2 separate regions of the Mus musculus genome follow, and region 1 is linked to region 2. The links are chromatin contacts, called in public HiChIP or PLAC-seq maps. All regions are on one chromosome and are shown on one strand. The core of a region is the stretch at or near the end of the contact, and the rest is flanking DNA. Distances in the headings are between cores, read along the strand shown. Region 1 holds the start of Slc35c2 (solute carrier family 35, member C2). Region 2 holds the start of Ube2c (ubiquitin-conjugating enzyme E2C).

Region 1 (2,918 bases), core at 367-2,866, 520 kb before region 2:
GCGCACAGCCTCTTTCCTTGGACGCATGTTACCATGGTGGTATTCAGTACTGGTAGCCTGGCATGGTGGGTACTACCCAGTGAAGAGTGTACTATATATTTTCTTTACTATAGGCCATACTTATACAGACATGTATATATATTTATATAAGATCTTCCTATCTTAGGATAGAATGTTTAAGGGAAAATAAAATCAAGAACAAAACTGTAGTGCTCTCAGTCATGAGCTGTGAGTGTAACCAGAGAGCAGCCAGGAGCTTCCTGTCAGTGATGTGTTTTCAATAAATACTCTTTCATGTAGACTGCTTCCTATCCACACCTCTTCCTCTGCACTTATTCCCTGTCCCAAGGGTGAGGAGCGGCCTGACAGCCTTCATTTCAGTGTGCCTGGGAGCATGTGGAGAGCTCCCAGCCACTCTGAGAGCATCTCCCTCTCCCCTCATCTCTCCTGCTCTTGTCATGCGCAAACTACTCACACCTGCTGGCTAAGGATGCTCACAGCTTGTGCTACAGGACAGAGCGTTTTCTGCTCAGTCGTGCTGGGTACAACGTGGAAAGGCATACTGTACACCCCCAAGAACCCATCCTCCCTTTTTCCCCTGCCAGGGACACAGCCAGGGAACAGCTCGAGTACTTGTGCCTTTCAAAGAAGACATGTTCCGCACCCCGCATGTTGCCTGCAGTTAGTGCCCAGCTTGCCAGCTGGTGCTTTAAGCTGGTGCTCCCATCAGCAGCCTTGGTAGCTGGGAGGTTTGAATGAAGGCAGTGATGAAAATAGATACTTCCCCTTGCCTCAGTCAGAAGGGGGTGAGGACAGGCGCTTTCAGAAGGCATAGAAAGTGCATGCAACGCAGGCTTTGAGGGCTGAACGAAGCCAAGACCTTGGGCTGCGATGGGCACCATTGTAGGTCTCAGGAAGCATTGAATCAACGAATGCTTTCGTGATGCCAGCTGGCAACAGCCTACAGCAGCAGTGTGCACAAAGCACAGCTTACACGCTGGCCTTGAGCCTTCTGCTAGGAGCCAGGAGCCCAGCCAAGTCATGTGCAAGGATTCCTGTTTGCAGCCAGTCCTAGTAGAGCCCGGATGAGCAGACGCCGAGAACTGGGCCAGCTCGGGTCTGCAGCCCTAGCTTGCATGGCTTAGAGGTTATCTTGCCCACATACTCTGTACCTGAAATGAGTCAAATCCAGGTGTGCTAAATTGGTGTTCTGCGGCCACTGTAACCTGCTTCCCTGGGCTCCCGGTAAGACTAGATCCTTCTTACCCCCTTCCTTTTGGGTTCCATTTCCTCTGCGATGAACTTCACGTACTCAGCCTATTGAATAATTCTCACAAATTTATAGGCATACGCAATGTCACAAAGTGTCCATTATCACTTTGCCAGGACGTTTTACTAATAAAATTTAATGGTTGTCATGTCATTTCCCTGCTGCTTGAAGTCCCTGAAGAAATAAGCCCTGTACAGAGTTATTAGTAGCTGTGATTCGTTCCTGGTGCCCGTTTAAGGGAAAGGTACAGAGGGACCGTGTTGGGAAGCTTGCTGTAGCCGCCTTAGAGATGCTCTGGCTCCGCCCACCCCACCGACTTCCGGCGGAAGTCTCGCCTCCTGAGGCACAGTGCCCACCTCGAGCTTCCGGCAGGAGGCTCCCGGCGAGAGCCTGGGCGGAGGTAAGTGGGCGTGTGGGCGGTCCCCTGCCTTCTCGCCCGGCCTCAGTTTCCCCAGCTTTCCAGTGGCTCTGGGCCCGTTCGCCTGGCATTCGCCGAGCACGTACGAGGGGCCGGGTCTTGGGGATGGGGGGAACCAGGTGGATACTGCCGAGCAGGCGCGGCAGGGACACGTGAGCAAACACAGTCGTCACGCGGTGTTAAGTGCCACGCGCAATGGGGGTCCTGGGGAAGGGGACCAGAGCAGAGAGCATCAGGTTGCCTTGCCGAGGAGGACGCCGGCTGATGTTCCGGGCACACGGCTGTACGTGGCGTTGCAGCTGGCAGGCAGGATCCAGGGAGAACTTGCGGACCCAGCCCCGGGGTCTCCGGTCTGTTGGGACCGGCAGTCTTAGTTTCTTTCCCTGATGCAACTTAAGGAAGGAAGGAAGAAAGAAAGAAAGAAAGAGCTTATTTCCCCCATAGTTCTTGGTGCTGTCCGTCGTGAGGAAGTCAGGGCAGTAAGTGCTTGAAGCAGCTGGCCACGTCGTTTCCACAGTTCTGAAGTATAGAATCTTGAGAGCCATCAGTGCCTGCTAGTGCACTCTCCCTTCTTTATGGAGGCCAGGAGTTCCTGCCCACAGCTACCTGGGTCTCCTCACATCGGTTAACCTGATCAAGAGAATCAATCCCTTCCTGGTATGCTCCGAGGCCCGTCTCCCAGGTGACCCTAGCTTCTGTCAGGTTGACCACACTAACCATTCCACCAGTCTCTGGCTCCTTGTGGACTGCAGGCAAGTGCAGGCAGTAGGTGAACGGAAACTGTGGTGTAGTGTGTGGTGGTGGGAGAGGAAGTGAAGAGAAGTGGGTGGGTCAAGGAATAACTAGAGGTGGACTTGACAAGGCAGGAGATGAGGGATGCCGAGGGAGGCAGCAATGGCTTCACTGGTGCTGACTGCCTTCTGCCAAAGAAAACAGTTGTTCGGTTGGCCGTTTCTAAGTGACTTGAGAGTCAGATGAAGACCCGAGGAATATTAAGGTAGCTCCTTGCAGCACCTTGAGGTTGAGCTGTCGGCTGGAGTTACGGGGTTGGTCGTGGTGGGCTGGGAATGAAGGCGGCAAAGAGAGGCTGGGCTGCAGCCCTCAGGCATCTGTGCTTACTGAATGAGTCAGAAAGAAGGAAGACTCCAGAGACTGTGGCAAGTTGCACCCGCTAGGTCTCTGAGGAGGAAGCTGTCAGTTTCGTGAGCAGAGCCACAGAAACCCGGGCTC
Region 2 (3,232 bases), core at 179-2,678:
TCCCCACCCACTTGAACAGGTTGTCTGACTCAGGGAAGGCGGAGATTCCTTTGTCACCAGATGTCTGAGGAAGGAAACAACACTCAACTGCTGGGTTCCAGTGTACACTTTCAGGCACAGCCAAAGGGGTCACTTGTTGGGAGCCCACTCTTAGCAGAAAGCGGCTATCATCTCTGCAGCCATCTCAGGCTATTTACTTACAGGTTGGTACTTTTCCACCCTGACGAGAGACAATGCTGCTTTTGCAAGAAGCTCACCACAGCTGAACACACTCTAATATCATCCTGTTTTTCCCAAACACATCCTGGACTGGCTAAGTGTCTCCAGCTGCACTCCCCAGCCTGTGCTTATACACCTATAGTTGCCTTCCAATAAATGAGACTTGAAACTGTCTTGTCCCCATTCTTTGCATCTCTTGCCCCTCCATCTCCACTCTCTCTCTTGCAGACCCTGTTGACTGAACCTGTTGATTGACCGGGTCAATCACTGGGTGAGAGCCTGCACTGCCCGCAGCATACTCTGCCTCTGAATAAAGCAGTTAGAGCCAACTCTCAGGCTGATCGCCAGGCTAGGAGGCAACAGGAGGCACCTCCCGTGCTTCCAAAGTTTCCCTCCAAAATCTGGTTTTCACCAGGAATTTAAGTGTCACTAAAACATGCAGATTGCTATTTAGGGGTAATGTAGCAAAGGACGACCAGAGGAGAGAATTCGAAGGTGATGGGACCAGCAATTCCAAGAAGGGTGGGGCTGGGCAAGGTTAGAGCTGGGGCCTGAAAAGGTAAGCATCGATGAGCCCAGATAAGCCCGACAGCTGCGGAGCTCGTGACGGTGGGCGTTCAAAGGGCTTCCATAAGTGAGTACATTGCACCCATACTAGCAGGTGGCCTGAAGTAGTAAAGGAAGTTACGGATAACGGGGTGGGGGATGGGAAGGTAGGTCAATTGATCTTAGAACACACTTACCATGAGGATCATCAGTTCCTGCTGTAGCCTGCAAGGAGAAGTCGGGGTTACTCGGGGCAATGGATACTGTCGAGGAAATATATCACTTCCCACACGACTATCCTGTCGTGGAGGCCTTACCCCTTCTTCAAAGGCAGGTTCAGCTCTGGCACTCAATTAGAGGACCCAGGTGAGCCTTCGACCCCATGTTAACCCCAGCGCTCGCAGGGCAACCTATGAGAGCTGCCTGGCAGCGCCATCAGCCTTCCATTTCCTGCGTTCCTGGTACCCCCTCATTTGTCCCAAAGCCCCGGGGTGACCTCCGCACCACTCACCGCTTGCCCACAGGGCCTCGGGCGGCGCCCCCGCAGGGCTCGGCTCCTTTTCGAACCGCGGCAACGCTGGCAGCAGCTGGGTCGCGGTTTTGTGAGGCCATCCCAGAGGTACTGGCACCGAGACAGGAGTGTGGAGAGGAAAGGGCAACTGCGGGGCTGCGGGCCGCCGCCCGCGTTTGAATTGCAACCCTCCCGCTGCGCTAGCCAATCAAAGGCTCGCTTAGGTTTGATCCAGCCAATGGGACGCCCCGGAATGCTCTGCCCCTGCGCAACTGCTAGGTCCTCCCCAGTAACGCGCCACGATTGGACGGCGGGGCGTGCCTCAGCTAGCCAATTGGTGAAGAAAGCTGCCATTAACTAACGAATCGGTGGCGGATTGGTGGCCTTTGGACGACGCCGACCATTAAAGGGTCCAAGGACCGGTCCACGTGTATTCGCCGCCCCTCCCCCGCCGGGTCTCTTTGGAACCCCGACTCCTGTCGCTGGCCTGTGATTTGGCTGTGCAGCCAGGTATGAATTTGACTTCTTGATCCCTCCTGCTTTCACTGCCAAGTGTTGAGATTTCACGAACGAGTGCTCACACACCGGGCGGTGGTTGGACTTCCGTCCAAATTCGCTGGTCCGTCCAGGGACACGCCCAGCAGGGGGCACATCTTCTGGAATAGGAAGCATTTTTCTCCTCACCCTATTAAAATGTTAGTTACTTTGGGTTCCCAAGAACTTAAGCCGGGCGTGGTGGCGCACGCCTTTAATCCCAGCACTGGGAGGCAGAGGCAGGCGGATTTCTGAGTTCGAGGCCAGCCTGGTCTACAAAGTGAGTTCCAGGACAGCCAGGGCTATACAGAGAAACCCTGTCTCGAAAACCAAAAACCAAAAAAAAAAAAAAAAAAAAAAGGGGGGGGGGCCTGGAGAGATGGCTCAGCGGTTAAGAGCACTGATTGCTCTTCCAAAGATCCTGAGTTCAAATCCCAGCAACCACATGGTAGCTCACAACTATCCTTAACGCGATCTGACTCCCTCTTCTGGAGTGTCTGAAGACAGCGTACTTACATATAATAAATAAATCTTTTTTTTTTTTTTTAAGATTTTATTTATTTATTTATTATATGTAAGTACACTGTCGCTATCTTCAGACACTCCAGAAGAGGTAGTCAGATCTCGTGATCGGATGGTTGTGAACCACCATGTGGTTGCTGGGATTTGAACTCCTGACCTTCGGAAGAGCAGTCGGGTGCTCTTACCCACTGAGCCATCTCACCAGCCCAATAAATAAATCTTAAAAAAAAAAAAAAAAAAAAAAAGAACTTAAACAACCTAGGCAGGTGAGACAGCAGACTCCCGATTAGTAAACGTGGGTTCAGGGGGTGCATGCCTATAATTTCTTGGAAGGTGGTAACAGGCAGGAGTTGAAGGTCATCTCTAAGTTAGGTTGGGCTATATGAGAATGTACCTTAAAGAAACAAAAACAGGATCTGATGGTGCTCAACGCCTTTAATCTCAACAAAGGCGAGACCTCTGAGCTCAAGGTCAGCCAGGGTGTATGTAAGAGATACTGTCTCAACCCCAAAAAGCACAAAAAAGTTCATACTCTCCAGTAAATTTCCTGTACAACCTTAGCAGTCAGTCAGTGTACTAGCACGTAACACTGGGAAAATAAAAGGCAACCGCATTTTCCCTTTGGTAGGCCATCAAACCCTCTGGGCCAGTCTTCACCTTGTGCAACATTCCTAAACTGGAACAAGGCCAGGGCAGCCTGGCAGAGAACACAGATGGGGGCGGGTAGGCGGGCAGGTGGGCAGGTGGTCCTTTTCTGGTGTGCATACTTCTTTGGCAGACATTATAGCAGGCTCACTACCTGTGTTTATTACAAACTGTTTAATTGCTTCTTATTCCAATAACTTTAGAAACAGAACCACATGCCAGTCTGGGGTGCTCTGCAGTGAGTCACTACAAACT

What was found. HiChIP or PLAC-seq counts read pairs in DNA pulled down with a chosen protein or histone mark.
Region 1: a FOXA1 HiChIP or PLAC-seq map of pancreatic cancer cells shows a contact between it and region 2. The contact joins the promoter of Slc35c2 here to the promoter of Ube2c in region 2. A contact is called at or near these places in 8 of 39 promoter capture datasets (the 3T3-L1 cell line, the HPC-7 cell line, cranial neural crest and 4 more), 1 of 484 Hi-C or Micro-C datasets (the C10 cell line), 2 of 115 datasets of contacts at active chromatin or transcription factors (large pre-B cells and pancreatic cancer cells) and 1 of 9 other capture datasets (pancreatic islet).

What each region holds. Positions count from the first base shown.
Region 1 is chr2:165,286,536-165,289,453 of GRCm38.p6, reverse strand. Slc35c2 (solute carrier family 35, member C2) reads left to right here and starts at 1,616. Exons shown (of 10, transcript NM_144893.2): 1 at 1,616-1,670. Elmo2 (engulfment and cell motility 2) reads left to right here. Exons shown (of 21, transcript NM_080287.2): 21 at 1-1,423.
Region 2 is chr2:164,768,125-164,771,356 of GRCm38.p6, reverse strand. It overlaps Ube2c (ubiquitin-conjugating enzyme E2C), which reads right to left and starts at 1,428. Exons shown (of 6, transcript NM_026785.2): 1 at 1,277-1,428; 2 at 963-990; 3 at 1-64. The coding sequence starts at 1,377. It overlaps Dnttip1 (deoxynucleotidyltransferase, terminal, interacting protein 1), which reads right to left. Exons shown (of 13, transcript NM_133763.1): 13 at 3,137-3,232.